Linked DNA regions of Mus musculus: all the other regions are linked to region 3. The links are chromatin contacts, called in public HiChIP or PLAC-seq maps. All regions are on one chromosome and are shown on one strand. Each heading gives the region's core, a stretch centred on a gene start, on an enhancer-like site or on the middle of the called end of the contact. The rest is flanking DNA. Distances are from core to core; before and after follow the strand shown. Region 1 overlaps Rgs6 (regulator of G-protein signaling 6). Region 2 holds the start of Papln (papilin, proteoglycan-like sulfated glycoprotein). Region 3 holds the start of Dpf3 (D4, zinc and double PHD fingers, family 3).

Region 1 (4,449 bases), core at 1,809-4,308, 440 kb before region 3:
TTGAAGTCCACTTGTAGTTCCAGAGACAACAGATGGCCAGAGTGTGTGGCAAGTTCAAAGGCAGCGATCCAGTATCATGACTGAGATGCCCTTTACTGACCTGTCAAGGCAAAACTGAGTCTGGAGATGAGGTCCAGTTGGTAGGATGCTCACCTAACATCCTTGAAGCCCCAAGTTTGACCCCCCAGCACTGCATAAACTGGATGTGATAGCTGCAGTAATCCCAGCCCCCAGGAGTTTGGTCATCCCAGTTACAGGCCAGCCTGGGCTACAGGAGACCCTGTCTCAAAACAAGTATCAACAACAAAGTCCTAGCCCAGCAACACCTGTCTTTGTTCACTGATATCCGGTTTTCCAAAACAGAAGAAGCTACTCCGAGTCCCTTTTACTTCCATCTACTTTGGTCTATAAGGCTGGTTTGTTTGTTTGTTTGTTTGTTTGTTTGTTTGTTTGTTTTTCGAGACACGGTTTCTTTCTCTGTGTAACCTTGATTGTCCTAGAACCCATTCTGTAGAACAGGCTAGTCTTGAATTCACAGATTTGCCTGCCTCTGCCCCTGCTAGGATTAAAGGTGTGTACCACCATACTTAGCAAGAGGCTACTTCTTGCCTCTCCACTATTGAAAATAAAAAGTATTTCTTTGTAAAGCATATAGAATGTTCTGTGAGCTTAAAATAGTTCAGAAATGAATAGTTTGATAACTCTCCTTTGTCCAAGATAGCCTAAAGTTAACACATTATTTCCAGAACTGTTCTTTTTCATGTCTGTATGTGCTTATATATGTGTGTGATTAATAAAATAGGAATTTTTCTGCTGTAAAGAATATCATTTCACCCTATATATTTGTACTGGCTAGTTTTGTGTGTCAACTTGACACAGGCTGGAGTTATCACAGAGAAAGGAGCTTCCGTTGAGGAAATGCCTCCATGACATCCAGCTGTGGAGCATTTTCTCTGTTGGTGATCAAGGAAGGAGGCCCCACTGTGGTTGGGACCATCCCTGGGCTGGTAGTCTTGGGTTCTATAAGAGAGCAAGCTGAGCAAGCCAGGGGAAGAAAGCCAGTAAGAAACATCCCTCCATGGCCTCTGCATCAGCTCCTGCTTCCTGACCTGCTTGAGTTCCAGTCCTGACTTCCTTTAGTGATAAACAGCAAGGTGGAAGTGTAAGCTGAATAAACCATTTCCTCCACAACTTGCTTCTTGGTCATGATGTGTGTGCAGGAATAGAAACCCTGGCTAGGACAGTATTCTTGGTTGATGTGGTATTTTCCAATCAGAATAGTAGTTCAATAAATATTTATTGCATGAATGAGTCATGGTTTACTTCCTTTCTTGTTAGAAGAATTTTATACTGATGCCCTTTCAATAAATATGTTTATATGTAAAAGATACAGTAGAAAGGCATACTACAGCACACATGAAGCACAGCATGTAACTGCTGGTCATAAACATATTCTTACATACAGGGATACAGTACGCAAGCAGTGGAAGGTTCTTGAGTACTCTGGTGTAATGCATATTCCTGTATTGTGAGTTGTTAAATTACTTTTAGTGGTGCTGGAGTGATGGCTCAGTTGCTAAGGTGTTTGTCACACAAGTGTGAGACATGAGTTCAGATCTCTAGAACCCACTTAAAGCTGGGTATGACCATGAGCCTATAATTCCTGTACTGGGAAAACAGACATAGGTAGATTCCTGTAGCTCACTGGACAGACAGACAGACAGACAGCGTAGCTGAGTAGATGAGCTCCAGATTCAATAAGAAACCTTACTTTTCAGGAGGCAGAAGAAGACGAATCTCCAAGTTTGAGGTCAGCCTGGTCTACAGAGTGAGTTCCAGGACAGCCAGGGCTACACAGAGAAATCCTGTCTCAGAGAGAGAGACAGAGACAGAAACAGAGACAGAGAGAGAGAGAGGCCCTGTCTCAAGAATGACGTAAAGAGTAGCTGAAGGAGGTGTGTGCATTCATCTCTGACATACAAATGCATGTGTAAAATACTTGTACACGCACCCACATAGCATGTACATAACACAGAAAGAGAGAGAGAGAGAGATGCAATTGGCCTCAGGAAGACAGCTTCTAGGTCAGTGTCTTGGGCTCTAGGGAACAGAGTAACTCCGCTGTGTGTGTTACACTGTGCCGTGTTATCAGTCTGTAAGTCCCTGCAGGGCGTCTTACAAAGGTAAGCTCTAAAAACCAACAGTGGAAACAGAAGGCAGCAGTTATTTTCCGATGAAACAGAAATGAATCTTCTTCAAATTCTTTTGTGGAGAGAAAGGAAAGGACAGTCGCTGGAGTTGGTGGAGAGAGAGGAAAAATTAAAAGCAAATGCTTGCTCCCGTTGCTGTGTGGACTGTTCCCATCTGGCTATAACATGCCTAGTTGGAGCACTTTCATAATATTATGACATATTTGCCTTTCCTGCTTATTGTGGGGCTGAACCACAGTGGTTCATTTCCAGCCCCAAAGCTGGGGTAGGCCATTTGTGGATCAGTCAGTCCTTAGAAGCAGGAAATAGCACTCCTAAAAAGCAGTGAGGGGGAAGCGGACCCATCCCTAAGCATCCTCCAGCATGCTTGCCGCAGGCCACAGAATGGTACCCACTGTGTGTGAGAGACAGTGACGGAACAGCAGATAAAGTATCCTTACCCAGGATAGCCAAGAATAGCAGCTTAATCCCCACATGGCAACTGCCAGTGTCACTATACCAGGACACAAAACCCAGCTCTGTGGTCCCCAAAGTGTTAGTGGGAGGAGAAAAGTGCTTAATTGCTATCCTTTAGCTCAGTGAAGGTGACCAGGGTTTGGTAGAGCCAGAGAAAAATTGGACCAGAAACTGAGTGCCAAAGAGGGTTAGAAATCCAGACAATGGGCCTGGGGCCTGGGGAGGGTGGGTAGGAGAGCAGGGAAGGAGTTTCAATGTGAATGAATACTAATTAGTGACATGGATATTAATGATGACAGTAATTAACAGGGGAAAGGAAGGGCTGTCATTGTCCCAGAGTGAGCAATCAATCTTGGCAGGTGATAAATAATGGCTGAGCAAGCTCAGCGGAAAGATAATCCACAGGCCCCGGGGAGAGTCGGAGTGATCCTGGAAGCCTCTCGGTTTCCAGGCAACCCACAGAAAAGAACTATTTTTCTTTAAGGAAAAAAAAAAAAAAAAGAACAGGTTAGTGTCTCTCCCCCACCCCCAGTTTGGGATTACAGTTCTTAGCTGATGTCTGTTTTGTTCTGCATTTCCTAGAACAAATAACAGAACTTCTGCGATGTGGGGGGAAAATGAGCATGCGCACACACGTACCCACGGAGGTACAAGTGAACGCCCTCTCAAAGGATGGGAACGGATTGAAGTGTTTTTACATCCAGTTTCGGCTCATAGATGTGGTCCGGAAGCTCGGGTGGGAAGCTTCCTAGTCTTGCCTTAGAGGCTGACATGTGAGGAAATGGAATTGTCAATGAGGGCTGACCCCAGGCAAAGCCCATGAGGACAAGGGTAAAGCCCTGGCAGCGCCAAGGCACTGGCATTGAGCCACACAGAAATCAGACACCAAAGGTCCAGGCTGTCCCGCCATCAGAGATCTCACTTCTAGTCTAATGATCAAATGTCTGAAATTTTTGATTCTCAAAAAAAGAGTGTCTCAGTAAATTCCTCTGTTGGATCTCATTCACCTGTCTGGGAAGCTAGCCAGGCAGCGATTAGCCTGCTAATCTAATCTACCCTCCCCTGCCTGCTTTCCCTCACACACACACACACACACACACACACACACACACACACACACACACACACACACACCAGGGTTTCAGACCTGCTCTCGACTCAGATCTGGAAATATTGTTCCTTTGAACCCATTTTCTATCAAAGTATGATAAAGCCATGTTTAGAGGTCTGTGTAAAATGAAATCTTCGGGTGACATGGTGGGTAGATCAGATATTTGGAATCTTGCAGATATTGGGTTCCTGCATGCCTGTGATGTACCTGGAGGCCTGGATCCTAAAATCCTGACTATAGAGGCAAACGAATGAGAACCAACACAGAGATATCAGTACCCAAAAGCTGGGTCAGGTGGGGCTGTGTGTACTCTGATGGAGCTGCACTGACCACCCTGGCGACCCAGATCCTCTCTCTCTCTGTGTTTGTTACGTATCGCCCAGGGAGCAGTGATAGCTAGTCTCGGTAAGAGATCTCTGTAAGGGACTGTCTCCATCTGTAAACTCCTAAGAAAGGAAGTTTAGACCTGGACCGCCCCCTCCCCACAAAGAAGACTTTGCTGTGCTTCTGAGCCTCGTCAGGAAGAAGGCTTTCCCAGCTCCACAGAATTGAGCTACTGGGGACCTTGGCACATCAATAATACACACTCCCTCAGGGATTCCCCTGCTCTCTACACACTCCTGTGTGAGCTAAGCTGCTCTTGGTTCTAGGTGCATCTTTTTAAAGGAAGAT
Region 2 (4,712 bases), core at 911-3,410, 280 kb after region 3:
AGACAGTATATAATTTTTAATTTTTTACTTTACTGGAGCCCACTGTTGACACACTTTGAACTTTTAAAGAGATTTTGGAGTTTTACTTTGACTTTGGACTTTGAAAGAGACTTGCACCACCATGTCCAATAGGAAACATATATTCATTTTCTTAGTAATTGACTGGGGGTGGGGGTGAGGCAGCTTATTCTATGTGGTGCCACTCCTGGGCAGGTGGTCCTGGATTCTATAAGAAAGTAGGCAGAGCAAGCCATGGGGAGTGAGCCAGTAAGCAGCACCCCTCCATGGCCTCTCTATCAGCTCCTATCTCCAGGTTCCTGCCCTGCTTGAGTTCCTGGCTTTTCTTTCCACACTGATGTGGAAATGTAAGCCAAATAAACCCTTTCCTGCTGGATGGTGGCTCACACCTTTAATCCCAGCACTCCAGAGGCTAAGGCAGGAGGAGGATCTCTTATTTTGAGGCCAGCATGGTTTACAGAGCGAGTTTCAGGACAACAGCGAGTTTCAGGACAACAAGGGCTACACAGAGAAACCCTGTCTCGAAAAACCAATAAATAATAAATCCTTTTGTCTCTGACTTGCTTTTGGTCATGGTGTTTCATCACAGCAATAGTAGCCCCGTCTAAGACAAGTAGTTTTTGTTTTTTGTTTTTTTTTTAAAGAAAGAATCCGGATCTGGACTGGGGTTCAGTCAGTTGGTTAGAATGTGTGTCCAGCATGCATGGAGCCCTGGCTTTGACGTCTAGGACTACATGAGCTGGGCATAGGATCTATAACCGCGGCACTCAGGAAATCATCCTATGCTGCACACGGAGGCCAGCCTAGGCTCCGAGAGATGCTGCCCTGAGGCAGAACAAAAGGGTCCAAGTCCAGGCATCTGAAAAGGAGCCCTCAAACCAAAACCATCAGAAAAGGTTGCTTCGTAGCTGCCCCAGCCTTCTGCAGTAGGAGAAACCTTTTCCTGCCGTTTTTTTTTTTAACAAGGACCTTTGACCTAGTTCAGGAAGGTCGGAGATGGAGGCGGGGGTGGGGGGGGTGGTGGTGGTGCGGTGTGTGTGTGTGTCGATTGTGAGTGAAGAAACATTTTCCTTTTCTAGGGAGGTTCTAAGTCACATCACTCCCTTTGCTGCCAAGTTCATCTTTATCCAAGAATCCCCGTGTTCCTGGGCCCTGAAACCAGGTCTCTGTCCCCTCCTGCACTGGGAAATATAAAGAGCTTCCTGCTTCCCTCAGTGCAAACACCAACCCAACTCTGAAGGAGGCAGAAAAGCCAGAGAAGTGACAGGGTCAGGGTCAGCAAGGAGCCCCGCTTCTTTCTGTGACCTCCACAGGCCCGGGGCCAAGGCCCTTTTCTAGGGATGAATAAACTCTGTTTTCTGAAAAGGAATGTTTGGCAAGGAAATGTCTTGATTTGTGTGTGTGTGGAGGGGGGGGGTACTGTGGTGGTGGTGGTGTAAAAGCAGGAAGGAAATTAAATTTGCCACAAGTGGAAGTGGTAAGAGCCTATAGCTCTGATGCTAGCTGGTGCCCAGGGCTGTGGCTACAGTGGTTACCCAGCCTCAACTCACAGCCGATCTACACAGATTTTTACTGCCATGCTCCATTGGAATTGCAGCCGCTAGGATCAGGATGGAGTGAGTGGAGAGGCTTCAAAAGCGGGAAAGGGATGAGGTAAATTCATAGTGATGGGGAATCTCTCTCTCTCTCTCTCTCTCTCTCTCTCTCTCTCTCTCTCTCTCTCCTGTCTGTCTGTCTGTCTGTCTGTCTGTCTGTCTGTCTGTCTGTGAATGTGAACTGATTGTAGCCAAAGTATAAAATTCAGAAGGTGGTTGGACACCCAGGTGTGTCGGTGCGAGATTGGTGTAGCGAGGAGGGGTTTTGACAAAGACCTGGAGAGCTTGGGGCACCGGAAGTGGGACTGAAAAGGTGGCTGGCTCAGACCCAAGACCCAGAGCCCACAGGTTTTAAGAATAAGCAAAGCCTTGGCAGGAACCCAAAAGGAGGAGGCATGGGGCAATGCTGGGTACCCGGGGCCTCTCGGTGGGGGCACCGTGCTCCTTCAGGGATTGGAGGTGGGTGTCAGCCGACTGGGTGGGGGAAGATGGGGCGGGGAGGAAACCAGCCAGCCGCGGGGAAAGAAAGTCCAACCTCCCCTCCCCTGGCTTTCGTAGTCGGTGCTGGAGAAGTTGACAGTTGACCCAGGCTGGGCACCGATAAGGCGGCTCCAGGGCTTCAAGAGACAGGTAGGAAGGCAAGCGGGCGCCTTGGGCAGGGCACGCCCCGGGCATCTGAAGGCCTCTGCCCCGCCTGGCTCCTGTAGGTAGTGGTTGGCGTGGAAGTGAGAGACCATGGGAGATCTGGCTGTGAGGTGGCTGCGTGAGCACTGAGGAGGGTCTCAGCTCTACATCTGGAGCCCGGGGTGGGGAGTGGCGGGTAATCGGGTCCCCGCAGTCCAGCTGCTCTTCTCCTGGAACAGCATACCCCCCCCCCCGCCCCCGCCTCCTCTGTACTGCCCGGGTGAAGCCTGCAGAGCCAGCGCACTTCCTGGCGATGTTCCAGGCCACAGCCAGCACCTGCCAGGCACCCAGGGCCCCCGTAGGAACCGCGCCTCAGTGCCCCTGGGGTCACAGGGCACCAGCCCAGGTCAGGTTTGGAAGAGTCATCCTGACCCGCACGGGTGGCCTTAGGTTGAAGGAAGGAACATTATCAAGCTTTCCGGACTTTGGAATCGCAGACACACTAGGTCGCAGGTCTGGGCAGCGCCTGCAGTAGTGACTGGAGCTCTTGAGTTCTTCAGTCTCCCTCTGGTCACGTTCATCATTCAGGCTAGTCCGCCCGCCCGCCTCCCAGTCCCGTCATCAGTCAGTCCTTGATCTCTGCTGCCCCCAGCATCCCCACATCTCAAGTGCGCACTAGACCCCCTTCCAACCTTCTCCCCAGCAGTCTGTGATTAGAATGACTTGCTGACTGTGACAAATTAGCCAGGGCTTACATCCATGCGTATGCTGGTGTAAACTTTGCTGAACGTGGCTTTTGAACGCGATATTTCATACCTATAAAACGACTGCAAGTTGTTTTATTGTAAAAAGAATTCAGAACATCAGTTAGAATTACAGATTTTAACATTAACATACCTGTCAGCGCTTGTTTAATGTCCTGTACTGAACTGCACACTGCTTACGTGTCTCTGATACAGAAACATGTGCACACACGCGAGCACACCCCGCACTATGCAGACACCTAATGTGCGCATGCTCATAAGAGTGCTATGCCCGCACATGTGCACACCCTACACACAACTCTGGGTTCAAGCGGGCGTACTCTCCTTGTGAAGACTGAAGGAGGTGATCCTGTGCAGGCAAGGGTTGGCTTTTTGGTTTTAAAACAGGAAGAGAGAGAGAGAGAGAGAGAGAGAGAGAGAGAGAGAGAGAGAGAGAGAGAACATGGATGGGTGCTGAGGGGTCTCGGCATAGTTAAGCATGTACCCCAAGATTTGCACTTAGATTTTAAAAGCAGTTGAATTTGGGCTGAGCCTTTTTGTCCAGACTGGCCTTGAACTCCTGGGCTCTAGTGGTATTGTAGTGAATGGGTATCCAGCATCTCAGTAGCTGGGACTATTTTTGGGTAGTGGGGGGCTGGGAAGATGGCTCTGTCAGTGAACTGTTTGCTGTGCAAGCATTCAGACCTGCAGCAAGCTCTGTAACCCCAGCCCTGGGTGGGAGGAGAGAGGAGGCGGATCCCTCCTACCTAATTGGCCAGCCAGCCTAGTAGAAAAAGCAGAGCTATGGGTTCAAAGACATTGTCTCAAAAAGTAAGGGAGCCGAGCAGCTGTGGAGGACACCAGTGATCAACCCTGGTCTTCACACCCACGCAACACCACACACTCACACTCACACCACACATGCGCGCGCATACACACACACACCACTTAATTTGAGTAATGAAAACCTGTCTGCAAATCTATTTTTATTAGTTGTCTTTAAAGGGAATGAAACGGCCTTTTAAATTCTTTTGTTTTTGTTTTTGTTTTTCAAGACAGGGTTTCTCTGTGTAGCCTTGGCTGTTTGTATACCAGGCTGGCCTCGAACTCAGAAATCCACCTGCCTCTGCCTCCCAAGTGCTGGGATTAAAGGCTGGCCTTTTAAATTCTTTTTTTTTTTTTTTTTAAAAAGATTTATTTATTTATTTATTTATTTATTATATGTAAGTACACTGTAGCTGTCTTCAGACACCCCAGAAGAGGGTATCAGATTTCGTTACGGATGGTTGTGAGCCACCATGTGGTTGCTGGGATTTGAACTCGGGACCTTCGGAAGAGCAGTCGGCGCTCTTAACCACTGAGCCATCTCGCCAGCCCAGCCTTTTAAATTCTTACTGAGCTGAACAGTCAGGTTACTTTGATTGCAGACTCAGTTCTGTAACAGCATAGCAGGGTTTTCAGTGACTCTTCTGCCCCCTGGAACTCCCAAACAAATTCTTCCTGGGCTTCTGTCTGCTGTCAAACAGGCCTCTTCCTCCTGAGTGAGTGGCATGGCGTGTAGTTTAGTGACCACGGTGGCGCTCCCAGCAAGCCCAGTGGGAGGAACATGTGACACACATAGCAAGACTATGCGACTCACCCACCACTCTGGGTAGCTGTGATGTCCCCTCTGGCTCTAACCAGTGGCTTCTCCTGCAGGCAGAGATGCAGCTGTTCCCTCTCCTGTTCTCGC
Region 3 (4,968 bases), core at 2,149-4,648:
TACCAAGTATACAGAAATTGACAAGTACACAACATGTAACTTATACGTGTGCCTTTATCAAATCTATCCCTGTTCACTTTCTGTGTACACAGGAGTTTAGGATGACTCCAACAGTCTGCACTCAGACAGTGTAGCTGCTAATTTAAATAGCAGGCAACTCACATTTACACATCACACATGTCCGTCAGTGCCTCTGAATTCTATTTGTCCAGATGTGACTGCTTGGCTGTAGGGCCACCTGCAGAGTCCCTGTCTGATCGAATCTGGCCTGGCAGCTCCTGTTTCTGCCTCTAACACCCTGTTGGGCAGTAACAAGAAGTTAAAGGCTAAAATGGAGAAGCCAGACTGTCAGCTTCGGAGATAAAGGGGTGAGAGCAACCAGGAAGAAAAGGGGAGTTGAGGGGAGATCAAAGACAGCCAGGAAGAAAGGCAAACTACCAAGAAAGGCTGTTTTCAGGCGCTTGGGACCTTACAGAAGACACCCCCAACCCACGCAAAGCAAAGAAATTCAAGTTGAGCCATCCAGTCATCCAGCGAATTGAATAATTGAATGCCCCACGTGGAAAAAAAGCTAGCGAGATGAAAAGTGACCCACAGTCTAAGGCATAGCCCTACACAGGGTGGCATGAAAGAAACCCGAGCTGGCTTCTTCCCAACACCGTAACTACTGCTGCTTATCCCCAGGCCCAAGAGGAAATCTTTGTGTGACCAGTTTCTTCTGTAGGGGGCGTCCGTGATGTTGCCTTTTTAAGACGAGAAAGACTGCTTGCACCCGGAGAAAATGCTAATGCAGTTTGGAGCTCCGGTTCATTGTCAGGAGGGGCACACAAGGATAAACACATAAGCTCTCCAAGCCATTCTCCTCACTCCTCCTCCTCCCTGCCCCCCCCCCATCCATCCCTTCAGCTTGCTGGGTTGCTATGCTTTGTTCTAATTTGGCCCATGCATAATTTATTCACGTGTGTTTTGTTTCCTGATCAGCAACTTCTAGAAACAAATGGCATGTATAAGATGTTTTATTAAACAAGTTGTTTTTATAATAATAATAATAAAGCAGATGGCCTCAGTCTCCCGGTAACGATGTGTGTGCTCCTGCGTGCGGAGTTTTTAAAATGTCCAGGGTGCAAATAGCTTGACCGATTGGGGTTATTATTTACACCCTTAGCCCTCAGGGGAAGAGGACTGGATGCAAAAGGGGGCGGCTAATTATAAGTGACCATTCGACTTCCTCTGAGGAAAGGCAGACAGGGGTGTTGTGTGAGCGTCCGCGTGCGTGAGCCAAGACGGAGTTACAAATGCATCCCACGGCAAGTATTTCCAATTATTAAGGGATACAAGTGTAAATCTGAACTAGTTCTATTAACTGATTGGCCACCTTCTAGCTTCTCTGTTCCTTCTCCCCCACAATTTCTTATACATGCACTCTTCTGTGGAAAAAAAAAAAAAAAGTGGAAAGATCTGGGGGACCCAGGAGTGTGGAGCTCCTGCGCGCGCCCGAGCGTAAGCCCGCTCCCGGGCATCAAGGATGCCGCTTTGCCAATGAAGAACCCTGTACACATAGCAAATAGATCTCTCCGACTTGAGTTTACCAAGCAGCATCAGCTCGGCTACGTGATTTCGGCTGGAAATGAGGAAATTGCAAATCAGCTGTGTGTGGGTTCTGGAGAAACTCCCAGCCCCAGCGGTGTGGCGGCGGGAGTCGGCGAGGAGCGGGGAAGTTACGCCCATTTCTTCTGCCATAAAACAATTTCTCTCTTCGGTGAGACGCTGTCGCGAGTGCAAAGTAGCTGAGCTTCCGAACGAGAACGGGAGCCAGGAACTCGCATCAAGCTCAGCCTCCGTCTTTACAGCAATATCTCATGGAAACTCCAAGATCTGGGACATCCCTGCCCTATTCCTGGTTGTTGGCTGGTGCAAACGCAGCGGGTTCTCCCTACGGGTTTCTTGGCACTAGGAATCCCACGCACACTCTCTCGCCGCCGCCCTGCTGCTCCCCAAAGCGAACGGTGTTTTCGACTCCCATAGCCAGGGACGCTGTAGCGCGCAGCTAAAAGAGCCAAGATCGACCACTGACACACACCGGGAAGAATTGGCACTAAACACCCACGCTCACCCTCCGACTCCCACTGGCTTTCATCAGGGCGGGGAAGTCCTAGTACACCGGGCACCCACTGGGTGCCCACGCCGCGCCGCGATTCCCAAGGATCCACCCTCTGCCAACATGCCTGCCAATAGCGCCCCTTGAGAGCCACACTAGTTTTCCGAGGCCACCCCCGGCTCCGCGATCACCCGCGGACTTGCGGCTTCATATTCAGTCCACCGACTGGAAGAAGGAAGGAAGGAAGGAAGGAAGGAAGGAAGGAAGGAAGGAAGGAAGACCGGCGGGCAGGCAGCTCCGATCGGGAACCGGCCCCCGCGAGTCCTTGCGCAGCCCGCCCCCCTGTGTCCGCTCAAAGTCTCCGGGAGGCACCTGCCCCTCGCTGTCGCCAGAGCCCTCCACCGCCGCCTCCACCGCCTCGGCTTTTCACCCAGAGCAGGCAAGCACACCATTTATAAGACCTGCAGTTTCCCTGCCTCCATATCAACCCCAAGTTAACCCGGATCGTTAATTTACTAGAGCCAGTTAGCCTACAAATACACAGACACACCGGCGACCGCCCGGAGCGCCTGCCTGATCCCCGGCTGCCGGAGTGGAAAAGCCCGGGGCAAGCACCTGGGCCCCAGGACTCCCGGGACCCGCCGCTCCGCGCGCTGTCCTCCCAACTCCGGAAGGTTTACACAAACTCCCTGCGAGAGCTCGGAAGGCAGAGCGAACGCCCTGCAAAACTCCGCAGCCGCTGCGGTCCGTCTGCCCGCCTGGGTGGACGAGCAGCGGGGCCGGGAAGGTTCGGGCTTGGAGTGCAGGGCTCAGCCGAGCGCACGACGCGGTCTCTGCCCCGCGCTCCGGCCAGGCTCAGCCAACCCCGCGCTCTGGCCAGCCTCAGCCAGCTCCGCGCGGCGCCGGGAGAGGCAGGGGACTCCGAGAACCGTGAAGACCCGGGCTGCTCACGACCCCCGCAGCTCCTGAGCCGGCGCCGCCGCTCTGTGTTCCCTCCCGGTCCCGGTCAGCCAATTAAGCAGAACACAAATGTAACAATTTTCTTTTTGTTAATTGCATCTCCTGACATTTCTGCGCGCTGGGAGGAAAAAAAAAGATGAAGAAGTAAGAGCAGGAAGAAAAGAGGAGCCCGGGCGCAGCGGGAGGTGTCTGCGAGAGCCGGGCGCCGGCTGCGCTCCACAAGGCGCCTTTTTTTCATATTGAAACCACGCGGAATATGTACATTTTTTAGTCTTACTTACGCTTTCAGGGGGTTGTGAATGACAGTCGCCATTTTGCTACAATGTAACAGAATATTGTCTGTCTCAGAGTTCTAAAGGTTCGCTCAGGGGAAGCGGCAGGCCAATCAGAGCACGGGATACCGGCCTACCGGCCAATCGGCGCGGCTGGTCGCCAAGTGGGCGGGGCCTGCGTGGTGGTAGTTATTAGGGGAGCTGTCAAAGCCCAGAGGTCACTCCCTTTTGTAGAGCCCGAGAGCGAGCAGGTCTTAAAGGGGCAGTACCGTGTTAGTAGCGCCCTTTTAGATTGGAACTCGTGGAGACAACATGGGAGAGCATTCTCGCTTAGTTGGAGTCCCTACTTTGCTAAATAACTGCAGAGTTTGCGCTCCTGGACAAGAATATTTACATAGTGCCAACAAAACCACTTAACCCCATTCATTAGCTCTGGGCTTTGTAAATCACGGTTTTTAACCCCCGAGCTCCTTGTACACCACCGTGTTGCAGTGCAAAAAGTTGGAAGGCTGCAGTTTCCTCCAAGAAATTACTACTCGTGTTCCACTGTTTGCTAATAATGTTCTGGGTTCCGCGGCTGTTCAATATTCTTGTTCCCGAAGTGTTTTCTTGATCTCAGCCACCTTCCCCGGGCGGTTTCTGAGAACTGGAGAGTCCAGGACAGCAACTCCCTTCCTCCTGGAATGTCTCAGTGTCAGGCTTGCGGACAGCCACGGCTTTTGTTACGTAATTCACGGGTGGTCACTCCGCGCGGTCCCCTACGACCACCGTTCTCCACTGTCAACGATTCACACTGATCTGACATGGCCAGCTTGGGAGCGAAGTGAGACCTGGCGCTTTTTAGGCAGAAGGTTGGGGAAATTTTGAGGCAACTTTAGGAAACGCAGCTAGGGAAGTCAGTAACTATGCAAAAATTGTTAGAGCCTGAGGTAGGTGTTGCCTGAGTCCCCTCTGGGAACGGCTCTGAGAATTCAGGCGTCACCTTTCTGGACTAAGATAGGAGGTGAAAAGAATTTGCAAGTGAATGTTCAGACGTGACTCCTGGCTTCCCCAGTATGCGGCTGCTCAGAATCTGATAAACCCCAGAAGAAACTGAGAGACTTCTGCGAACTCAGACTTCCACGGAGCACAGGGAGACTCGGAGTGGGCGAAAACTCATGAAATCACTTAGAGGGCACAGGCATCGTTAGCTTATAGAAGCCGGGCTATGGCCCCCTTGGCTGTTTAATCAGGTCAAATAGCTGGGGGCTGGGAAGTGAAAAGGAAACCGAGAGATGCTGAATTGCAGTTCACAATTCCACCTGCTCTCGCCTTTTACGACTCTCGATGAATAAAGTAAAATACAATTACAAAGCAGTCCAGAACTTTCAGATTCCAGCTCCATTCACTATTAGAGTTACAGATAAGCCCAGCAAAGCTGAGTGAGTCTGTGCGTGCAGACTGGAAATATTTAACTCTTTGTTTGCCTAGTAGGGTGATGTTCTCCCACCCTCTCTTCTCGTTACAGAGTCTCATGTTGAGAAAACTGGCATTAATGAATTCTAAACAGAACCAGGTACAATGGTGCTCCCTTAAAGTTCAAAACCAGCCTGAACTACATATGGATACCCACCCCCCAACATGGAAACCCAGTCTCAT

What was found. HiChIP or PLAC-seq counts read pairs in DNA pulled down with a chosen protein or histone mark.
Region 1: a contact with region 3 is called in an H3K4me3 HiChIP or PLAC-seq map of embryonic basal ganglia, with 7 times the contacts expected there. The contact joins the enhancer-like site here to the promoter of Dpf3 in region 3. A contact is called at or near these places in 2 of 39 promoter capture datasets (both in embryonic stem cells), 1 of 15 datasets of contacts at CTCF or cohesin (large pre-B cells), 5 of 484 Hi-C or Micro-C datasets (the HL-1 cell line, bone marrow-derived dendritic cells, embryonic stem cells and 2 more), 15 of 115 datasets of contacts at active chromatin or transcription factors (craniofacial prominence, embryonic basal ganglia, embryonic forebrain and 10 more) and 3 of 9 other capture datasets (adipose tissue, liver and pancreatic islet).
Region 2: an H3K4me3 HiChIP or PLAC-seq map of embryonic stem cells shows a contact between it and region 3, with 4 times the contacts expected there. The contact joins the promoter of Papln here to the promoter of Dpf3 in region 3. A contact is called at or near these places in 1 of 15 datasets of contacts at CTCF or cohesin (embryonic stem cells), 2 of 484 Hi-C or Micro-C datasets (both in embryonic stem cells) and 1 of 115 datasets of contacts at active chromatin or transcription factors (embryonic stem cells).

What each region holds. Positions count from the first base shown.
Region 1 is chr12:83,041,778-83,046,226 of GRCm38.p6, forward strand. All of the region lies in intron 3 of Rgs6 (regulator of G-protein signaling 6), which reads left to right. Among named protein-coding and RNA genes, the nearest start is that of Gm31187, 39 kb to the right of the region's middle. Within about 2 kb of position 3,059, at least 39 of the 459 cell types and tissues checked have an H3K27ac peak or open chromatin away from gene starts, as enhancers often do. A contact at or near this core is called in embryonic basal ganglia, forebrain, neural progenitor cells and 2 more, where this site is marked.
Region 2 is chr12:83,761,474-83,766,185 of GRCm38.p6, forward strand. Papln (papilin, proteoglycan-like sulfated glycoprotein) reads left to right here and starts at 2,161. Exons shown (of 27, transcript NM_130887.3): 1 at 2,161-2,243; 2 at 4,679-4,712. The coding sequence starts at 4,685.
Region 3 is chr12:83,484,338-83,489,305 of GRCm38.p6, forward strand. It overlaps Dpf3 (D4, zinc and double PHD fingers, family 3), which reads right to left and starts at 3,399. Exons shown (of 11, transcript NM_001267625.1): 1 at 3,340-3,399. The coding sequence starts at 3,371.